2 separate regions of the Zea mays genome follow, and region 2 is linked to region 1. A link is a contact called in public Hi-C data. All regions are on one chromosome and are shown on one strand. The core of a region is the stretch at or near the end of the contact, and the rest is flanking DNA. Distances in the headings are between cores, read along the strand shown.

Region 1 (6,603 bases), core at 927-3,426:
GGATTTTTTAAGTACAGGTAACTGTTGCCAAGATGAAAAAGAAAATCACAAAAAAGTGGTGTGTACAAAAAAAAAACCATCAAGTGTTCAATGAAATTTCACTGCATGGATAATGTTGATGAAAACCAATAGATTGCAAAGCAGAGTACGTGCGGATAGACATCAAAGTATATTCATATTTGGCGTTCATACATTGACCCCAACCTTGCGCTCGAATGGTGCATTTTTCTTGATACCAAAAAAAGAAGACAGCAACAAGCAAAAAGTACATGTCGATCTTATGTCTCTACATCTGAAAAAACGAGTGGACGGACTCCTTGGCCCCAGTGCCCTATGTTATTCTGCAAAAAAGAGTATGCGTGCTATCTGGTTCAGTTCCGGCTGAAATAAGTAAACCTGGTGTGGATTTTCAGGAATGTAATGACGACTGATATCATGGTGATTAAGGATGAGCCACAGTATGGGAAGAAAATCTGTCACTAACGCAACAGGAAGAACGGCTCCAAAGAGGTATAATATGTAAGGGGAATAAGGGATAACTGGTATTCAGTCTTCCTTGTATGAACTTTTGAGCATTATGTGACCTTCTAGAGAGTCCAAGAGAACTTTAGCACAGACAAATCATGGTACTAGTGGATGTTGCTATAACCATAAAAGGTTAATTGCAGACATTGTGGTCAGCCACAACATGAGGAATTGCACAAATAGCAAGATGCCCTTTTCAGAACTTCATCAGTCACAACTCACAAACCATATTATTCTTCCAATTTCAGATGAATCTGGATATGCTTTGTTGCATTGTAGGTGCACAGTTCAGGTTCTTATCACTAGCTTCTGGCATTTGCCTAGCTAGTCTCTTACAGATGAAATTTGATCATGTTGCTTGAGAGCAATAGCACTTAGATCTGAGCTACAAGTTTTTTTTCCTGTTTCAAAATATACGACTAGTATCGACCAAGACTGCAGGAGTTGGAGAGTTGAATGCTCTACAATGATTCAAACTCGCATAGTCACATTAAGCAATCAAATGCCAGAAAAAAAATATATTATTTATCTTTTACTTTTTAAGCACCTAGTAGTTACAGGTTCATTCCTCAAGAAAAGCCTTCTTCAATATTTACTCTATTCAAATTGGCTTTATATTAGCACACTGATGCCTGAAAAAATTATCAACCTTTTATGTTATTACCATGCCCACCCTTGGAAGGGTTGTTCTGTTATTGAACGATCCAAAAGTTTCGTCTTGCTGCTGAGTGGCCCAATTAGGCAGGACTACTGAGATCACGACAATCCAAGAATCTATCAATTCAGTAATAATAAGGCCACCGGTGTTTCCAGGCAAAACCAGTTTTGATTTGCTCCATGCACATGTCTCCAGTAGCATTGGGTTAAAATTTTGGTCAGGCTGGTTTTGACATAAACTAAATGTACCCACTAATGCCAATACTGCTTGAGGACTAGATTATGCCACGATTATGCATAATCTGGAACAGGATAGGTCGCTCCATAACATATGCTTTAGTTGTTTACAGTTCAATCAGAGAGAACCAAAGCACTGTGCCCTGGCAGAGTTGGATTTTCGGCTGTACCAGATGACTATGTATGCTTCAACAAAATGTATAGATTACAGCTGTCACAATACAATGCACTCAAAACTGAACAATGCGAGCTAAAAGGGGATAAAAATGGCCGGAATTAACCCATAAATTCAATATGTATCTCACATATGATCCCTCGGAAATGGAAGCTAGTAGTGGCAGCTCGTACCTAACAGCTTGGAAAAGAGCAGGCGCAAGAGGGGAAGAATGTCGGTGTCACGAGTCGGGCAGGAACTGGGCTTTATCCTCCCGCTGTGCCTCGTCCTGCAACTGCTGCGACTCCTTGGCTTTGGCAAGCAGATGCGCCTCGTATCTCCGCAGCCTCTCCTCCATTCTCGCCTGCAAGAGAAATGCTGAGCGAGTCCGCTGGAAACTGGCGACAGCGCTAGCCATAGCCATAGGGGTGGGGGAGTAGGGCAGGGCTGGATCTGGCGTGCCTTGTACGAGGTCTCGACGCGGTGCATGACGTAGAATCCAAGTACGCCACCGAGGATGGTGCCGGCCATCACGCGCACGTAAGCCCACCGCCGCGACCCCGGCGGCGCCATCGCTCACAAATCACCAAGCTGATACCGCGCCGCCTTCAGCCGCCGCCGGCAGTGGGAAGGGTGCGAGAGCAAGACGAGCGGAAATCAGGGCGTCGGGCCGAGAAGGTGGGCCGAGCTGACAGCTGTACTGGCGTCGGCCCGCGATCCACTTTTGCACCTAATCCATCGATCTCGAGCCAATGACTGGTGAGCCCATAAAGAGGAAAGGGGATCCCGTTGCAATGGCCCATGCGTTTTTTTAAGGCTTGCGGTGTTGATGACTATTCTGTGCACTAGCTCTAAGGGATCGGGCCAAATCGAGGGGAGATGGATTAGGGTGATGCTGTCATAGCGTTGCGAAAGGGCCTCTAGCGTAATGGTTAAGGCTTCCGAGTAGCACCTCCAGGTCCTGGGTTCGATCCCCCTCGGGGGCGAATTTCTGGCTTGGTTAAAAAAATCCCCTCGTTGTGCCCCACCCGCTCCCGGGTTACGTCCTGCGCGCCACCCTCCGGCTGGGCCGTTGCAGAGTGGGCGGTGACGGCCCGCTAGTGATGGGGGGCCAGAGTTCGGGGATTTTCTCGGCCGGGACCATGTTTTGGTCTCTTCTTAATATAATACCGGGAGGGCGGTCTTTCCCTCCCCGGCCGAGTTTTTGATGCTGTCATAGCGTTTTTTATTTTTATATTTGTATTAAAGTTTTTCTTGCGAAGGTAATTGTCAAATATTTTTGAGAAAATTACTACGCTGCACTAAAAAAGTCCGGTATTTTTTCATGGCACTTTATTTTTACAAATCTATGAGAAACAAAAACTCAGTTACTTATTGTTGAGCATCAAAAGTGGCGGACGGTCTCGTCCTCGGACCTGGACACTCCGCTCGCCCCGTGATTAGATTAATTCGGGCGATTATCCTTATCTCGAACGTGGTTATCCATCTAATCACGTTGGATCTGTTGGTTATCGTCTAGAAACGGGTCCAGGTCATCTCCCCTATAAATATATAGGGGTACGGTCAATTGAGAACCCCCGATCATTCCAATCGAACATATCTACTTTATTTACTTTTCTTGCCCTAAGAGTAGATTTAACATAGCTTTAGTTGTAGGCTTCCGCATATCCAACTCCACCCCTATTCGACTCTACGTCGTCTAGATTCGTCCTGTGCTGGCATGTCGACACCAGAACGATCCTATGATCTTACCCATCATGAGGAGCAAGATCTACTTCGTCTACTTCAAACAAGATCTCTTCCTTGAATTGATCTCTTAATTTCTAGACGACTCTACGTCGTCTGGAGACGCCCCGGGTGACCTGCTGACCCGAAACACCCTAAGGTCTCTCCTCCAGAGGGTGAGATCTAGGTTCTACGAGGAGAAGAAGACGACCCTGCGCCACCGTGGACCGTTCGGTCTAGATCGCGGACCGTCTCGACAACGCGTAGGGAAGAAGCTGCTTCTATCACTAGGTCGCGGATCGTCCGGCCCAGAGCCACGGACAGTCTGCGTCGCCGCAACAAGCATCGTCAGGCGACCCAACGACCCTGTCGGGTACCGTAATTAGGGGTACCCCCAAGACTCCTAAACACGGCTGGTAACCACCCTCAGCACAAACCGCAAAGACTGATGGGCACGGTTCAGGTCAAGGCCTCGTCTCCCAAGGGACGCGATCTCACCTGAGCCCAGCCTCGGGCGGGAACTGTAGTCCCAGACGAATTCACACCTCGCCCGAGGGCCTCCTCAGGCAGTGGGCGCACCCTCGGCTCGCCCGAGGCCCAGCTCGGGCAGGCTTCGTTGAGAAGCAACCTTGGCCAAATCGCCTTACCAACCGACCGTATCGCAGGCGCATTCAATGCGAAGATCGCCTAGCACCTTATCCTAACACGCGCGCCGCAGTCGGCAAGGTCAAAGTGACCGCAGTCACTTCACCCCTTCACTGACCGATCTGACAGGAAAACAGTGCCACTCGCCCCGCTCTGACTGCTGTGCCAACCACCCGGGTAAGGCTGACAACAGCCGAGTTCAGCCTCGGGCGCAACAGGAAGCTCCGCCTCGCCCGACCTTAGGCCTCGGCCTCGGGAGGAGGTCTCTGCCTCGCTCGACCTTGGGACTCAGCCTTGGCCTCGGGAGGAATCGCGTCCTCGCCCGACCCCAGCCTCGGCCTCAGGAGAAGTCTCCGCCTCGCCCGACCTTGGGCTCGGACCGACCGCGCCATAGGGGATACATCATTACCCTACCCCTAGCTAGCTCAGGCTACGAGGGAACAAGACCGGCATCCCATCTGGCTCGCCCCGGTAACAGGTAATGATGGTTCCCCGCGTGCGTCCATGACGTTGGTGGTTCTCAGCCCCCTACGGAAGCAAGGAGACGTTAGCAGGATCCCAGTCGCACCGCCAGATGTGCTTCTATAGGGCTCAGGCACTTCTCCGACGGACACGTTATCGCGTACGCAGGGCTCAAGCACTTCTCCAACAGCCACGTTGGCATGTACACAGGGCTCAAGCACTTCTCTGCCAGACACGTTAGCGCATAGCTACACCCCCACTGTACATCTGGACCCTCTCCTTCCATCTATAAAAGGGAGGTCCATGGCCTTCCTGCGGGAGGGTGGCGCGGGGGACAAGCAAACGAACAGGCTCACTCTCTCTCTCTCTCTCTCTCTATCTCTCACGACGCTTGTAACCCCTACTACGAGCACCCCCGGTGCGAGATAATACAAGCCGCATTTCCCCTTGTGTTCCATCTTGCGCCAACCCATCTGGGCAGGGGCACGCAGCGATAAATTCACTGGTCGGCTCGGTTGAGGGTCCCCCGGGTCCGAAACGCCGACAGTTGGCGCGCCAGGTAGGGGCATGCTGCGTGTTAACGAACACCTTCCCGTTGAGTTCCAGATGGGTAGTCTTCAGCAACCTCTTCAGCCCGGGACGCTGCTCCGCTTCGGGAGTCTCGAGTTCATGTCCCTCGACGGCAACTACGACATGGTACTCCTCCCCCCGCAGCGCGACAGCAACAACGACGGTCGTCAGCTCGCCCGGCGGCGGCGAACTCGACGACGTCTTTCCCCCGTGGCGGAAGAGCAGCATCCGGGTTTGCCCCGCCACCCTCCTCGCCACAGGAGGAGGAGACGGGGCAACCGTGGCCAGGCAGGAGGCGGCACCTCGTCGGATGTCGAGCGAGTCGACGACGCCGGCACCCCAGCGGGGGACATGTTGGGCGTTGTCCTCGCACCTGAGACAACGACGGATGTCGTTTCCCCGCAACGTGCCAACCCCAAGCGGATAGATAACGCCAGCACTCTCGCGAAGGACTTACTGGGCGTTAGCCTCGTACTTGAGATAACGGTGCAGTTCGTCCCCGACGCGACTTCACCACCGTCCATCGACCAAGAGGTACCGTCCGTTTTCCACCCTGTGCCTTTTAGATTTAGCTTCGATCCACCAAGCGACCCCGCTTCGGTGAGTGCCTTCGTAAAGGCATATCCTAACCTTTTGGGGTACCATATGTGGTCATCTTGGGACCGACTGACGGCCGTCTCAACCTACGGGCCCCTGGGTTCCGAGGAAGAAGACGACCCCGACTCCGGTTGGGATTTCTCCGGGCTCCATGATCCCAGTGCCATGCGAGATTTCATGACCGCGTGTGACTACTGCCTCTCCAGTTGCTCTGACGATGGCCACAGCCTTGACGACAAAGATTGTGGCCCAAGTCGCGAATGTTTCCACGTCGATCTGGGGGATCGCGACGAAGGAAACCACCTCGGTATGCCGGAGGATAACGATCCCCCTGAGCTTGCATCTCGCGCCGACATCCCGCGGGAGCTAGCTGTGGTCCCAGTCCCTGCGAGGGGTCAGGACACACAGCTCGAGCAAATCCACGAGATGCAGGCCAAGCTCGATGAGGAAGCAGGGTGACTTGTGTAGCTCCGGCAAAACGTCGAGCAGGAGTGGGCAGGCCAAGCGCTCGCCGGAGAAGCGTGTCATCGGGCCTGGGACGTCCAGCGCCGTATCGTTGATGATGCCAGGGCAAGGCTGCCCCCGGCCTCCAGCGGGGTCGGCCAGAATCTAGCTGCAGCGGCAATGCTACTCCGAGCAATGCTGGAGCCATCCACCACCGAGGGGCGGCGTATCCAGGGAGAACTCAAGGGTCTCCTGGAGGATGCCGCGGTCCGATGGCCCGAAAGCTCTGCCTCCCAAAGGCAAGGGTGCCCCCTAGAGCATCGTGCAACGACTTCCCGACTCATGCGGGAGGCCTCGGTCCGCACCGGGCGCACGCGGGACGGGACGCCTGCAGCCCTGGATCGCCTCGGCAACGAGCAACACCATCGTGACCGTCGAGCCCGCCTCGACGAGAAGGGGCGCCGAGGCTACCACCCCAGGCGCGGAGGACGCTACGACAGTGAGGAGGATCGGAGTCCCACGCCCGAACCACCAGGTTCGCGAGCCTTCAGCCGGGCCATACGACGGGCGTCGTTCCCGGCTCGGTT
Region 2 (7,579 bases), core at 4,553-7,052, 300 kb after region 1:
TTATGTAGGCACATGCTAGCTGCGTCAATCATCTTTTGTTTGTCCATAGAGTAACTTGACATCTTTAGAAGTATACACCACTTCATTTTCCACTCACCAAATATGTGTTCCACTGCATTACGAATACTTGAGTGCAAATGATTAAAATGTTCTTGCTCACCATTTGGTGTAGGACCCCTTCTCCAGTCAGGAACATGATACCTTTCACCCTTGTATGGGGCCAAGTAGCCAGGCCTATTGGGATATCCCGCATCAACATTATAATATTTTCCTAAGGCAAAGTAGTAAAGTAAATTAGAACATTGTGACACATTAACAAAATGAATTTGGAAAGGCCAAATATCATATAAAATATTGATTTTACCTGAAGGAGGATGTGGAAACAAGTCCTTATCTGCTCCAACGCATGAAACAAGACACTAGTATCATGCATTGACCCTGGCTGTCCAATAGATGCATATGTGAATCACAAGTCGAAGTCAACAATGGCAAGCACATTTTGGATAGCCTTCCCACTTCGACCAATGTACCTGATTAGATCATGTGAGGGTGGTACCGCTGCTATGTGAGTACCATCTATTGCACCAATGCAATCTTTAAAAATGGCATCATCCTACGGTCTTTGGTAATTATTGGGTGTGTTGTAGAAAAATTTGGATCAATTGGCCTTATGTAGTCCTCACACATCCCCGCCACACAATTCAACACCTCTTCAAATTTTCTGCTAATAGTCTCCCCTGAATGCTTGAAAATATGTTGTGCAGCACTATTGGACCAAACTGGCCACATGTAACTAAAAAGATGGCAAGAGACTCCAACGAATGCATATGAAGCGAAGATACGAGACCATAAGTACTCACTAGAAAATCATGCAATCTATAGAAAAGAAATGCATCCATCCGAAACATCATGTGGCTTGCTCCAAGAGTACCCAAAGTTTCCATGACCCATGCATATCCACTTTGTGATGAAGTCCTTTCCTTATTTTTGTCCAAATATGTCAAATAATATTTCCCTAGAACAAGAGCAGTACATGATACATTGTTCTGAACAGTCTATATCATTGCTATTGCCTTTGTTCTCCATTATTCATCATCACATACGCTATCATCATCTGAGGCACTGTCATGTCAAAAATATTTGTGAGGCTAGACAATAAATCATTGTACACAATGTAATGGTACACATTATTTGAATAGTTCACATTATTGAAACTGAAATAGTACACGAGTTCACATAGCCTCATGGTTTACTATATAGTCCACCCAAACAGGTTACAAGCAACAAGAATGAAATAGCTCCCACAAATTCGTAAACATGTCTACTTTGGTGACATCCACTCATGCTTCATTTTGAGCCATTCAAATCGTTCCTCTGGCGTGTCCAAAGTCATAAACATCTCCCTTACAGTTTTTTGGTGAACAAACATGTGGCAATGAAATGCTCCTTTGTGCCCGAAGTAGCACCACATGCCTTCAACATGCCATGACCTCACTGATGGAAATATCATAGTTGGTTTCTCTACTAGCCATAGCCATAGACTCAAAGATATAGCGGCTCTCTCATTCATAGCCATAAGCTCACCCGTCTGCTGTTGAGACCATCGACCACTACTTGTCTTTGGTTTCTTTCCCTTGGCACGTGCTTGCACCTTGGTTCTCTTTGATTTTCTACTTGTAGGTGTCTCCTCCTCTGCCTCACTCTCTTCATTGTTGATATCTTCTTGACCTTCTTCATCTAGGTTTATTATTGTTGATGACACTGGTGGAGCTTCATGTTGAGTAGGTGCAACACCACTAGATGGATTCCAATGGTCTTCACTAGTGTTACGAATATCTTCAAACATAATACTTAGTTTATCTTCATTTAAAAGTCCTCTATGCCTAAATATGTATGAACCTTTGATTACCTACAATCAATGTTTACCAATTAGGGGACATTTAATAAAGCATATTTAAATGAAAGTAAAATACATAGAGACCTACAATAGCCATTTTCTTCCACCATGACTCCGACATGTCAATGGTTGTGTGGGTTGCATCCCATCATATTCCGGTCTCCTTGTTTGCTAGTTGTCACCAAATACCATAATCAATTTTCAACTTTTCCCACTTGTTTTTTGAATTGTTTTCTTTCATAGAAATTACCTGTTCTTTGGTAGAACTTTTGAATCACATTTTATACCCAATCTTATTCAAATGTGTGTTTGAACGATTGCCATTTTCAACTTCTTCAGCAAATATTTCGCAAACAACCTTAGTGTTCTCATCACTCCAATTCACTTGACTGTTATTGAAATGCATGCATATTGTGGCACATTACTATGGAGCAAATGGTAATGGTACCATGATAAAATTATTACCTTGCATCAGCGAGGTCGAGGTTGACGTTCGGGGAGACAGAGCGTGCATAGGAGCGAGTTACAATAGCTGGAGCTTGAGGTGCACGCCCACCCCTACGGCGAGCTGATGGTGCTGGAGTTTGGCCGATGGTGCTCGCCGGTGATGCACCATAGTTACCATCTTCGAACATCCAGTCTTCCCCCAAAGCGGCACCCGCTGCTCCATGAAACCATGCTGGGAGTTCATTGTCGTCACCAAGCTGAACACCATTGTCTTCCATTCCCTGAGCACCAACAGGTTCATCCTGGACAGAGGCGGTGATTCTCCTTCCCTGGGCGGCTGCCGGCGCGGTGGCGTGGCCCGCAACCAGCGCAACGCCTTGCCCCTGGGATGGGCGGCTGCCGGCGCGACGGTTGCTGACGCGGCGGCGTGGCCTGCTGTCAGCGCTGTGCCTAGACCCCTTCCCTGAGCGGCTGCTGTCATGGCGGCGTGGCCCGCAGCCAGTGTAGTGCCTTGCCCCCTTCCTTGGACAGCTGCCGGCGCGGTGAGCCGATGGTGCTCGCCGGTGATGCACCATAGTTACCATCTTCGGACATCCAGTCTTCCCCCAAAGCAGCGGCCGCTGCTCCATGAAACCATGCTAGGAGTTCATTGTCGTCACCAAGCAGAACACCATTGTCTTCCATTCCCTAAGCACCAACAGGTTCATCCTGGACAGAGGCGGTGATTCTCCTTCCCTGGGCGGCTGCCGACGCGGTGGCGTGGCCCGCAACCATCGCGACGCCTTGCCCCCTGGGATGGGTGGCTGCTGGCGCGACGACTACTGACACGGTGGCGTGGCCCACTGTCAGCGCGGTGCCTAGACACCTTCCCTGGGCGGCTGCTGTCATGGGGGCGTGGCCCGCAGGCAGCGCAGCGCCTTGCCCCCTTCCTCGGGCAGCTGCCGGTGCGGCAGCGTGGCCCGCAGGTAGCGCCGCGTCGTGGTGGCTCAACGGCTGCCAGTGCAGTGGCGTGGCCAGCCCTAGGCGCGGTGTTGACGGTCCGAGGCCCAGCGGCGCTGGCGACCCGAAACATGACCGCAGGAGTGACCCCGGCTGCGACGGCGTTGGCAGCCCAAGTCGTGGCAACGCCCTCATCGGCGTGACCTATCCCAACTTCCCAAGCACAACATCAAAATAGATCTATGAAAAACTATAGATTCCTCTATTTGACTATTTCAATTCAGAATCACCTGCTACCTCACGTTTTCTAGATTCCTGTTATACATGTTACACGTTGTCATGCTCTTATCTTTAAGATATTAAAGCACCAATTTCAACGGTCGTCCCGCGCCATATTTTTACAAATAACTCCTCACATCTATCTATCTCAAATTAACCCGTTAGCCAGTCGAGTCATTTGGTTAAATTAGCGTAAAATATTAAAAAAGTGGTGCAAGAGGAGGGGTTTGAACCTAAGCCCTAATAGAAGAAGGGTGGGAAACTTAAGGGAAGCTGTCTAACCAGTAGAACATCATAGTCAATTGTTTTTAATATTGAATATAAATTGTACATATGTATATACAATTTTTTGTAAAATAAAAAAATATAATCGTGTTGGGCTGGGTCAGCTCTACGGGCCGAGGCTACGGCCCAAGCACTACTAAATGGGTCGTGCCCCGGACCAGACCGCCAGACATGGCCCATTTAGCCATTTATACCTTCGCAAGATAATGATGGTCCTCGCCTCAGTTGCCGCCACCTCGTTCGCCATCATGCTTCTATTTCTCTCTCCCCTCATGCCTCCTCCTCCGTGCCACCCATTTCGGTAGAGGACGTGGGAGCAGGCGCCTCCTCTCCCGTATTCATTCGACACCAGCCCCGACACCGACCCGTGCAGTAGCTATTGCACGTCTACAAGGGTGTTTCACATCATGCACGCACCATCGTTTTCGCCGTCGTCGGATGTCCCGTTCATCTTCCCGGCCTTCACCCTGTTCTTCCTCCCCAACTTGTTGCCCTTGCCCACGATCGCAGGCACGAGCCGACCGACGCTCGTCGACGCGGGTACGGGCGAGTCGGTCTTGCTCTTGGCTTTTCTTCGTGCGTGCCGCCGAGGAGGACACGATGGCGTCTGCCATGCTTATGTTATCTTGGCGATGACGAGTCCAGATCTGAGATATTGGACAACCAAGGCCCGTAGAACGGCAGCAGTCGACATATGCTACGGAGTTGGTGGTGGTGTTGTGTCGCCTCCGTGGGTCCAGGGCTGGAAGGCACTCGCATTCTCTCGCCCATTTCGTACTGACGCTTGGTGCAGGTGTCTCTCGGTTTGGAGCAGTTCCGGCTGAGCTTCTTTCTCCGCTTGCGTGCTCTCTCCCTGTATGTATCTAGCGGTATACTACCTATGTCGCCTCCAGATGTCCAGGTCTTCGTCGTGTCCTTCTTCGGCAACGAACAGGTATGACTGCCTCTTCCCTTCCCTTCCCGCTCTACGAAACCTTAGAAGTGGGGGAGGTGAGGGATGAGGTCCCTGATTTGCTGCCTATGGTACCCATTCGATGGCTCAGCATTGCCTTCTATATGGTCTTTCCTTTACCACGATGTCGACTTGGTTAGTCAAATAAAAAAAATTATGCGTAGAGCAGAGACAATCAATACAAAATCTTGAGATATTTTGGTGGATAGTTTACGTGAGTATTGTTGTGAGCCGTCGCAACACACAGACAACTGACTAGTAGAATCTAAGTTGAGAGTTGTTTCAACCAAACAAATTTTAGGTTTTTCATATTTATTAACTCACAACAACTTTTTTATAGCTCATAGATAGCATCAAATTTTTAGAAATCTAACCAAACAAACCTTTAGCCTCTCTTACATAGATTAACGTAGAAGGAAAAAAAATCCAAAATACCCATTAAAAATAAAAAACATAGATATATTTGAGGAAAGAAATGTTATTCCAAAATACCCATTAAAAATAAAAAACTTAAATACTGAAGCGTCAACTATTTTGAAACACAAAAGTATAAAAAAGAGGACTAAGGAACGGGTCGAAATAGTTTTTCTCACTTCATTCTCATACATGTTAATTTTTAAGAAAGAAATTGTTTTCTCAAACGGATGGGGTTGCCCTAAGGCTCTAACGGTAGAATATTATGTCTCATTCATTCTTGCACAAAATGGTGCCATTTGTAATGAAATCTGCAAATAAATGCCTTAAAATTAACGGTCCCCTACAGGCTTCTACGAATTAACACGGAATGATTGGATGCGACTGCAAAATTGCAAGGTTTATATTAAAAGAATACCCAACAGTGCCCAAAATAGCGGATTTCACATAAAAAAGCATGAACCCTCGCACCGGACCTCAATTAAAAACCGCAGAAAAGGAATCAATCCGACCATCCATAAAAAGGACGGCGACGCGGTCACCACTGCGGCACCGCCGCCGCCGCCATCCTCGACCCCTGAAGTGAAGAGGCAACCCGAGGACGCCTCTCCCATCCACGCGCGAATCCTACCGCCCTCCCACTCCCAAAAACCTAGCCGCGCGCGCCACCTGCATCCCATGGCGGCAACCGCGGCCGTGGCGGGGACCGGGTCGTCCCTCTCCTCGCGCCGCAGTCGCAGCGTTGTCTCCTCGTCCTTCCGCGCAGCTGCCTCGCGCTTCCGCTCGCCGGTGAGCGTTTCGTCTCGTCGTGGGGCTTTCTGATTCACGTGTGATGCCTACGAAGCGGTGAGGTATTGTGTGTTTTTGGTTGGTCTTCTTTTGGTGTGCGCAGAGATGCGTGCTCGGGAGCGAGCAGCTGCGGGTGGCGCATGAAGGGAAGCGGATGAGCGGCGCCGAGTCCAGGACCGCGTGGGCGCCAAAGGTGCCCGCACCGGAGTCCAGGCTTGCCGCACTGCCAAGGGAGCTGCGGGACTCCAGGATGAAGATCTTCTCCGGCACGGCTAACCGTCCGCTCGCTCAGGTGTTTACCGTGTCTCGCTTGGTTTCTGAGTTATTACAAGAAGAAAAACTTTTGTTTTCATTTTTATGCAACATTGGGGCTATAGTGTTTTATTTCTGGTTCTTCACTTGTTTTAAGTAAGTCGTCAAAGGCACCGTGCACGATAATTTTACTTTCACAATTACGTGTATAATTGCCCTATCTTTCAACCACTATGAGTGACTTCTGTGCCACTACTACCAACAGTTTTTTTTTTTGGGGGGGGGGGGGACCGCGGGAGGGGGGCTTGCAAGTTGCACCCTTTTTGTTTGTACTGTTTTCAGATCTGTACGGTTTTTAGATTTTCATGTTTGATCACTATAGTTGCGGCGACATCGTTTTTATACACACTACTGAAAAATGAAATGTCCTTCTCTGTACTTACTTTCTAGGAAATTGCTGCTTACCTGGGTATAGAACTCGGCAAGATCCTGATCAAGCGCTTTGCTGATGGAGAAATTTATGTGCAACTGCAAGAGAGCGTGAGAGGATGTGATGTGTTCTTGATCCAGCCCACATGCTCTCCTGTCAACGAAAACCTCATGGAGCTCTTCATCATGATTGATGCATGCCGGCGGGCTTCAGCACGGTCTATTACCGTTGTTATTCCATACTTTGGTTATGCCAGAGCAGACAGAAAGGTACTAGCTCCATTTTTATTTATTTGACGCTCAATAGTTCAGATTTGCACTAACAAACGTCAAATAAAAAAAAATCGGAGGGAGTATTAGCTAAATGATACAGTGATTTAGTTTATAACCTAGTACGTTCAGATTGACAGATTCAGAATTTAATTTAAAATATAAAACAGATTATTTTGGAGTGTATTGCTTCTGATTTCAATGTGTCTCCTGCCAAACGCAAATAAAAGCAACACCATCAATGTAAGCTTCATCATTTGAGCTCCTTGTCAAAGCTTGCTGTAAGGGCAGTGTACACTGCTGACGCTGATTTGTGATAAATTTTGCCACCTGTTTGGTCCTCCAACTTTATTATTGGGGTTTTTAAGCTGGTGCCCTCGGTTTTGCTGGTGTCCTCACTTTTACCCTTAGTCATGTTTTTTTGCTCAGTTTTGCCCTTCTGTTATATAGCGCTGGATGGGTAAAACTGAGCAAAAAACACGACTAAAGGTAAAAATTAGGACACCACCAAACCAAGGGCACCAGCTTAAAAAACCCTATTATTATATGGATCAAAAAAAAATCTTCCGAAGCTGATTTTCATGCAATAAAGTGACAATTTGTCTTTATTGTGGATAAAAAAATCA

The links. Hi-C and Micro-C count contacts between places; a contact is called where the count stands out from the background.
Region 2: a contact with region 1 is called in a Hi-C map of ear, with 2.8 times the contacts expected there. The contact joins the promoter of LOC100279628 here to the promoter of LOC103638796 in region 1. A contact is called at or near these places in 3 of 25 Hi-C or Micro-C datasets (ear, endosperm and tassel).

Annotation. Positions count from the first base shown.
Region 1 is chr9:105,638,694-105,645,296 of Zm-B73-REFERENCE-NAM-5.0, forward strand. LOC103638796 reads right to left here and starts at 2,177. Exons shown (of 3, transcript NM_001328274.1): 1 at 2,036-2,177; 2 at 1,768-1,937; 3 at 205-341. The coding sequence starts at 2,146. The coding sequence ends at 1,815.
Region 2 is chr9:105,934,939-105,942,517 of Zm-B73-REFERENCE-NAM-5.0, forward strand. LOC100279628 reads left to right here and starts at 5,803. Exons shown (of 8, transcript NM_001152624.1): 1 at 5,803-6,002; 2 at 6,106-6,294; 3 at 6,705-6,953. The coding sequence starts at 5,892.